2 separate regions of the Mus musculus genome follow, and region 1 is linked to region 2. The links are chromatin contacts, called in public Hi-C maps. All regions are on one chromosome and are shown on one strand. The core of a region is the stretch at or near the end of the contact, and the rest is flanking DNA. Distances in the headings are between cores, read along the strand shown.

Region 1 (3,824 bases), core at 1,217-3,716, 55 kb before region 2:
TATTTACAGTAGTAAATAAAATTATTTTTCTACAGTTGACTACCAGGAAGTGGCTTCTTTTCTTGTTCATTGTCACTGTGGTCGTTATTCAAAGTGCTAAGGTCAGAGTGTTCTCCTTAGGAGCCTCCCCACCCCCAACACACAAACCAACACCCTACAGGAAAGCGATTGTCCTGCTAACCATTGACAACTGTGGAAGAGAAGGTGGCAGGAAGCTCCCTTCCAAGAATTCGAAGCCTGCATCTGTGATGTTTGCCCAGCCTCACACTCTGTCAGGGCTGAAATGAGTGTTTCCTTGAATTCTAGATTAACCTTTCAGTTTGCCCCCTCTCTCCCATGTGTACTGTTCTCATTTGAGCAAAAATTATCTCAGCCATTTGTAAACGAGCCAGACTTCGGGGTCTAATAATCCTGGTCCTGCAACTTACTCAGTAATGCTGGGATTAGCCCTCCTTGGGCTTCATACTCTTGCGCTATGAAATGAGGATTTAAATTTTTTTTAAAATCTACTTCTTGGGCATCTCACAAGGCTTAAGTGAGATTTTGTGTGTTTGTCTCTGTCTCTGTCTCTCTCTCTGTCTCTCTCTCTGTCTCTGTCTCTCTCTCTCTCTCTGTCTCTCTCTCTGTGTGTGTGTGTGTGTGTGTGTGTGTAGCCCACAAGAAAGTGCTCTGAGTACAGGTCTGTCGTGCTGTTGGGGCAAGAAATACAAAAAGCTCTACAAGGCACTAGGCTCTGCCTCAGACCTCTGTCGAGAGCAAGCACACCCATTCCCTATGTGCTGGCACCATTCCCTGTGACTGCTGACAGCTCACAGCTGCACTATCCAGTGGGTCACACACACTTGCAAGGATATCCCATGTCCCGTTGCTCATGGACGTAGGAGCAGTTTCCCAGTCTTGTCTTCATTGGTTACTTTTCTGTTTCTGTGAAAGAACACCATGATCAAGAGCAACTCAGGGAAGAAAGAGTTAATTTTGGCTTACAGTTTCAGGGGATAAGAATCTGCATCACGGAAGAAAGTTAAGACAGTAAGTGATAGGTACGGAGGCTGGGAGAAGACATCTTCAATATAAACTTGAACCAGAGAGAGTGAGCTGGAAATGAGATGAGGCTTTGAATTCCCAAGGCTTGGCCCAGCGACATAACCTCCTTCAGCAATGCTATACCACAACACCAAACAGCGCCACCAACTGGAGACCAAGCATTCAATTACCCGAGTCTGTGAACCACACTGTGGCTATTGCTATTTGGACACAACAGCAGGGTGGGCATAGTGCCAGGTAGCAGGAGCAGGAAGCTGAGAGATCACCTCTCCAGTCATACACAGAGAACAAATTGGAAGTAGGTCAAGGCTATTAACTCTCGAAACCCACCCTGCGTGACATACTTAAACTCTCGAAACCCACCATGAGTGACATACTTCCTCCAGTAAGCCACTGCCTTCGAAAGGTTCCACAACTCTCCCAAACAACATCACCAGCTGGGGACTAAGTCTTTAAAATATATGAGCCTGTGGAGAACATGTTTTCATCCAAACTACCATACGTATCTTCTCTGAGATGTCCTATGTTCTTCTGCACAGTTTGAACGTATCCAGGCATCTGCATGTGCCCTGGAGAGAGATGCACATGGGGTAAGGAGAGGGGGGTGTTGGGATACAGGTGTTAGCTATCTGCACTGTAGAAGCAGCTGTATCCATAGGAATCTCTAAGCACCAATGAAGCTGGAAGCAGGACCATCAATGAGAGGAATCTGATGAGAACGGGCCCGAGCAAGCTATTGCATTGCCTGACAGTCAGGGCTGCCATGACAGGTTGCTGTAGTGGCTGGACAGTATCCCTTTATTACATTGCCACCAGGCTCCAGCATTACACCAGCCTCCAGAGGAATGGGAGATGGAGGTATAGGGACACATTCTGAGAGTGATTTTCCAAAGGAACCTGTTAGTTTATTACATTGAACAAAATAGTGTTCCAACCTATGCAACTGCCCGCCATTATTGACATCCAGGGAGTGCACACTCAGAAGGAAAACTTGATTGTAGATAAGAGAAATGAGATTTCAATATACATCTGAGCGTCATATAAATAAGTTTCAACTCCACTACCACGACAGCACAACAGATGCTTCACGGTATAAAGTGATGAGGGTGGCCATTAAATGCAAAATTGCTACAGAGGTGGGGTTGAGCCTTGGCAGGTGGGCAGGACTTTGACAAGGTAGATGGAAAGAGATGTCCCCTGGGATCGAATTACCACCAGGCCATGGGCCTAGAGGTGGGACTATGCACACAGTACTGCAGAAAGATTAGAAGGTGGGTGTGGGGGCGCAGTGGGAGGACATTGATCAGGAGGGCAACGGTATTCCAGTTGGTCAGAATGGCCCAGAAACTCAGTCATGCATGAGCCCAGCAGACAGGCTCTCCACAGGCCCGGACTTGCCTTCTGGAAACTGCAGATAGAAGCTAGGAACTTGTGATTACCCAGGGTTAGCTGTCCCCTTCACAGCTCAGGAAGCTGAAAGCGGTCCTCCTGACATCTCTCAGAGTGGCAAACAGATTCCAAGAGTCACAGAGAAAGTAGGGTTGTGCTTCGGGGGCGGGTCTGGGGCATAGAGGCCCCACACGTAGCTCCTCTCCCAGGAAACAGCATAAAGAAACCAGCTGACTCGGCCAAGACAACTCATATTTTATGCTTTCTCTTCACTCCACAAAGATGCATCGGATTGATTTTTCCAGAGCTGGGCTCACATTCCACATCACCTCTGGTGACCGAGCCACTCAGCCAGGCAGAACGTCTTGTGGAAGAGCTTAGATGAGAAAGGTGCCAGTCGGTGCATGCTGAGGTCTGGGTGCGGCCACCCCTCAAGGCTCCAGTTGGTTCTGCTTAACAGCCCTTTTCTGAAATCAAACACAATCAATCTCTCTCTCTCTCTCTGTCTCTCTCTCCCCTCCCTCCCTCCCTCTCTCTTTCTGTCCCTCCCTGTCTCTCCCTCTCTCTAACATACATACACAGAGAGAGAAAGGAAGGAAGAGAGAGGAGAGAAAGAGAGAGAGAGAAAGAGAGAGAGAGAAAGAAAGAGAGAAAGAGAGAGAGAGAAAGAAAGAAAGAAAGAAAGAAGAGAGAGAGAGAGAGAGAGAGAGAGCTCTCCACCCCTGTCATGGGACACACGCAAGCCTATCTGTGCATGATGAGTCATCGTGCTTGTAAAGTGGGGGGGGGGGGGGGGCACGTGAAGCCCGTGCCCGAGGCTACCCTCTGCATGGCTCCACAGGAGAACTCAAGGTGCACGACTCCCACCCTCAAGGGAAACAGATCAAGGAAGTGGAGGAGTGTGCCCCACCTTGATGAGTTCCCAGCTCCACGGAACTATAAATCTCTGTTGCTCAAGCCACCCAGCCCGTGATGGTTTGAGATTGCCGTCTTTGCAAATGAATATAAAGAGTCACCGGTGTAAGAAAAATTGCACATGGTAGAACTTAGGGGATGTCTAAAGAGATTCTGGGAAGCCTTATAAGAATTTCAGCACCAGAAGAGGGCTGAGTCATCCTGCAGTGGACACTGCCCCATCCTACCCGTCCCACAACCCAGGGGCCCATCCAGGCCACTTGGGTTCTATCTAGCTCTTTGGACTCAAGCTATCTTCAAGCCTGGCAGTACTAGTATCACTTCTGAAACCCATTCCAAATGCTTCATGACTCCTCCCAGAGTCAGAGATGCCAGTCTTGCTTGGATGCTCCCTCCCACCAAGCTGTTGCTTTCGGTATCACTGAGTGTGGTTGACACTGTCAAGCCGGCACGATCTTCTTCACCTAGAAGAAAAC
Region 2 (3,838 bases), core at 1,139-3,638:
TCTCACCAGCTATGGCCATAGCACAAGAATGACCACTGAAGTAAAGGAGAGCAGTTGTCACTGACAGGCAGCCCAACATCAATTGAGACTGACAGGCTCTGTGTACAGGCTCTGGCATAAGTCCTGTACACAGATTAACTCACTTCACTGTCCAGCATTTTCAGGGTTGTCTCATTGTTTCTAATTGGTGGACGGTCAGATACACCATATAATCCATAGAAGTCAGGGCAATTCTTCCATCTCAGGCTCAAAGTTGCAGGAGTTTAGCACCAAACTCAGCTAATGGTGACCTGAGGCCAACTTTTAACACAGAGGGAGAGATCTGCTTTATGCTTACCATTTAGTACTAACTGTAGGACTACCCGAGAGAGGAAACCTGAGATACAGAAAAATGTTCAAAGTCAGAATGAAAGCAGCTCTGGACACAGAAGAACTCCACACAGCTAATGTTAAGGCCTGAGGAGTTCTTCTGCTTTTGGCAGAATAACCCAGAGCCACTGAAGGTGGAGGGCTGCTGCTGCCCCTTGGCTTCCTGTAAGCCTCAGAATAATCCCCTGAAGAGGAGGGAGGGGTGTGAGCAGAGGGGTGTGGCACTAGTGGTGCATGCCTGAAAGCCCAAGGCTGCAGAAGCTGAGGCAGGATTATCACAGGTCTCAAGGATGGTCTGGGCTACAACACGTACTTGCTAAAAAACAAGGGGGAGAGGGCAGACTGCTTCTAGGTCTTGCAATTAGAGAATGGCTTTTAGTTTTAGATTTTAGGTGAAAGATACTATTTAAGATATTTAGCCTAACACTACAAACTTGTGCTCACACAGGCTGCTACAATACCTTTTTAAATTTGTAAAGTAAATTTCAGTCAGGTGTGGTAGGTCAAGTCTATAATCCCAGCACACACTTGGGGAGGCGGAGACCTAACTAATTCAAGACTAATTGGAGGTCTGGAGAGATGGATCAGCAGTTAAGAGCACTGACTACCCTTCTTGAAGGTCACGAGTTCAAATCCCAGCAACCACATGGTGGTTCATAACCATCTGTAATGAAATTGGACACCCTCTTCTGGTGTGTCTGAAAACAGCTACGGTGTACTTACATATAATAAATAAATATCTTTTTAAAAAAGGACTAATAGGACCTACACAACACTCCATCTCAAAAACCCAAAGGCTAGCTATGTAGCTCAGAACAGCCACTACGAAGCATAAGATTCTGAGTTCAATCCTTAGGCTGTCAGTTAGTTGACCTGTAACTATTCTGCCCTGTTTGGGGGAGTTAAAAGCTAAATTTGTAAACCTATGTATGCGACAATCTTTATTGAAATCTAGTATACTCCAAATCAGATCCCTCAAATACTGTTTTGGGGTGTTTTGTTTTGTTGTTTTCTTTTTCATAAACTCAGGCTATTCTGTGCCTGAGTCGTGGTACCCTGGAGGGGTAGGGGAGGGGTAAGGGAGGGAGGTAACTTGTGTAGCATCCAAAACTATTACAAAGCCTGCCCTTCTTGCCCCGGCTTACAAAAGCTTGTAAAACAGAAAAGGTCATTATCAGCTGGCATAGGATAAGACGGTCTCCTAGTCCCAAACAATGCTTACTGTGGGGAGGCTCAGGTTTTCCAGAAATGCCTAACTGAGAACAAGTTTCAGTCTACAAGACAGGAAAGCAGACAGATGACAGAGCCACCCTGCTAGCACAAAACTCTCCTGAAAGGACCTCCCCCCGCCCCCAAAGTACAGGACCGATGATCCACGGGTTTTAAGAAAATGCCCACAGTACCTATGGCAGGCACCTGTCCCTCTGGAACTTTAACTCCAAAACGGGCACTCCTCCTCTGGCTTGAGCATACTGTCTCCTCCGACCCTGTGCATATCCCTCTGCCTTAAGAACCAGAAATCAAATCCTGCTCAAGACATCTGAAGGGCAAAAGCTTTTGGCCAAGTCCCCCCAGAAGGGTCTGCATCCTCCAGCAGCCAGAGCAAACCTAGAACTTGCAGGAAAAGACCCAGGTGTCATGAAGAGGGCCACTGCACGTCAGGGAGTCACACGGGTAGTAACCCAGACCAAGCATGAGGCCAGCCCGGCAGATCCTCCCACCCCAAGCCACAGACACAGCTAGCAGGTGAGGCATGTCCACCTACACTAGTTCTAAGAGTTGTCCTGACAGCAATCACAACCATCTTTTAAAAAAAATCTGAAAGTTTAAGATGATGTGCTCTCATATCCTCCTCTGCAGCCCAGAGCCAGTCAAGTCCCTTAGGGGTGTCTACAAGAATGAAGTCACTTAAAAATTCAGTGTAGGTCCTTGAGATCAGAAGCAGCCGGCGGTAGCGGCCGACCGGTGTACTCACCAGCGCTCCCTTCGCAGGTAAGGGACAGCAGGAGGCACCCAGGTGGAGCGCAGCTGAGCGCCCGGTATATATACAGCGAAGGTGTTGCGCAAAGAGGCCGGCGGCAGTCGCTGTCATCACGCCCCTCGCACATTCCAGGACCGCCTGCTGCCGCCGCCACGGCACTGCCTACCTGCCGGCTTAGTGAGCCCATCGCGGGGAGAAACCTCAGACCAGGCCCGCAGTAGGAACGGCCGAACCGCCTGCGCCCCGGTGGCGCCCCGCGCGCCCCGAATCCCTGCCTGCCTCCCTCACACGCGGGAGTTGCTGCGAATGCTGACCACCAGCTGTGGGCCTCTGCCCTCTGCCTCGTTCTCCCAGAGTCTCTGTGCCGTTCCGTCTCCAGGGCTGGAGAGGTTAGACACTGAGCAACAGATTGTAAATTCAGGGACAAGATTCTTCTTCTTCGCAACAAAGCCAGGATTGTTCCAGGTGCCTCTGCCTGGAGACCTGTCTGGCTTGGGCAGTTAGAACAAGGTCAGCATGGAACTTAAGACTGACTGCTAGGGAGTGGCGGGCCTGGAGAAGGGGTGCTTTCTCTACAGTGTGGGTGCCCTGGGTCAGTCGCCCCCCATCCCCATCTCTACCCACTGTAAGGTGGCCTGGAGATCAGCCCCAGGAGGCCCCCCCCTTCCCCCCAGGCTAGTACTGAACAAGATGGAAACAGTGGATTTAGCCTCAGATCAGAGCTTCAAAGCCTTGCCTCAGAGGCCCAGGAGCCAAGATTAAGTAAGGCACGGGGTAAGGGCACAGGCTCACACAGGAACTGCTAAAACAGAGCTAGTTTTGCCTCAAACTCCAAGTACCCATAACTAATGTTTGGAGGTGCGCTGCCCTGGGCTAAGCTCTCAGGATCTTAGCTGCCTGTCTTCAGTTCCCTGCTCGCCCCCCTTGCCGTCCCCTCCTCATTTTTCTCAGTGTAAAATGTGTGTCCTTGGTTCACAGCACTCAATATTTTAACACTGTCCTTCCAGAGTTGGAGGACTAGGAAGGTTCTGAGACTTATCACAGGTGCCAATACTGTCTACAGCAGCACAAAGCACAAACGACTCAGTTGGAGACAGGGAAGAAAGCTAGCCTGCCTGGTGGCCCTGTGGAGGAATAATGTTTGCTCTACAGGACAAACTAAGGAGTTCTCAGCAAGCACCTCTCAGAGCACAGGCTGGAGTAAACGGAGTCCACCCCCACGTGACCACCACGGAGTTCAGCACAGCCTGTAGCCAGCGGAGGGCAGGGCAGGGCAGGCTGCACTCTCCACCTACGCTGTTCCCAGGAACCCTGAGGCCTTCACTCACTGGTCATCTATCCTGTGACCCTGCCTCACAGTGGCTAAAGGCTTCCCTGAGGAGGTAACTGCCTTGCCCCTTGCTTTAAAATCATTTCCCAAAATGGAGCCCATGTGGGAAGATCAGCTCTGCCAAAAACCTTGGGAAGGCTCCTTTAAGTTCCAGTAGA

The links. A called contact is a pair of places that touch in the nucleus more often than the background predicts.
Region 1: a contact with region 2 is called in a Hi-C map of nephron progenitors, with 1.6 times the contacts expected there. The contact joins the enhancer-like site here to the promoter of Slc34a2 in region 2. A contact is called at or near these places in 11 of 484 Hi-C or Micro-C datasets (the Patski cell line, brown adipocytes, embryonic stem cells and 5 more), 2 of 115 datasets of contacts at active chromatin or transcription factors (embryonic stem cells and intestinal villus epithelium) and 3 of 9 other capture datasets (adipose tissue, liver and pancreatic islet).

The regions. Positions count from the first base shown.
Region 1 is chr5:53,103,298-53,107,121 of GRCm38.p6, reverse strand. Sel1l3 (sel-1 suppressor of lin-12-like 3 (C. elegans)) reads left to right here. Exons shown (of 24, transcript NM_172710.3): 24 at 1-39. Among named protein-coding and RNA genes, the nearest start is that of Gm17182, 56 kb to the right of the region's middle. Within about 2 kb of position 2,466, at least 17 of the 459 cell types and tissues checked have an H3K27ac peak or open chromatin away from gene starts, as enhancers often do. A contact at or near this core is called in extraembryonic ectoderm, intestinal villus epithelium and nephron progenitors, where this site is marked.
Region 2 is chr5:53,047,903-53,051,740 of GRCm38.p6, reverse strand. It overlaps Slc34a2 (solute carrier family 34 (sodium phosphate), member 2), which reads right to left and starts at 2,388. Exons shown (of 13, transcript NM_011402.3): 1 at 2,345-2,388. Gm17182 (predicted gene 17182) reads left to right here and starts at 2,386. Exons shown (of 2, transcript NR_166509.1): 1 at 2,386-2,860; 2 at 3,503-3,838.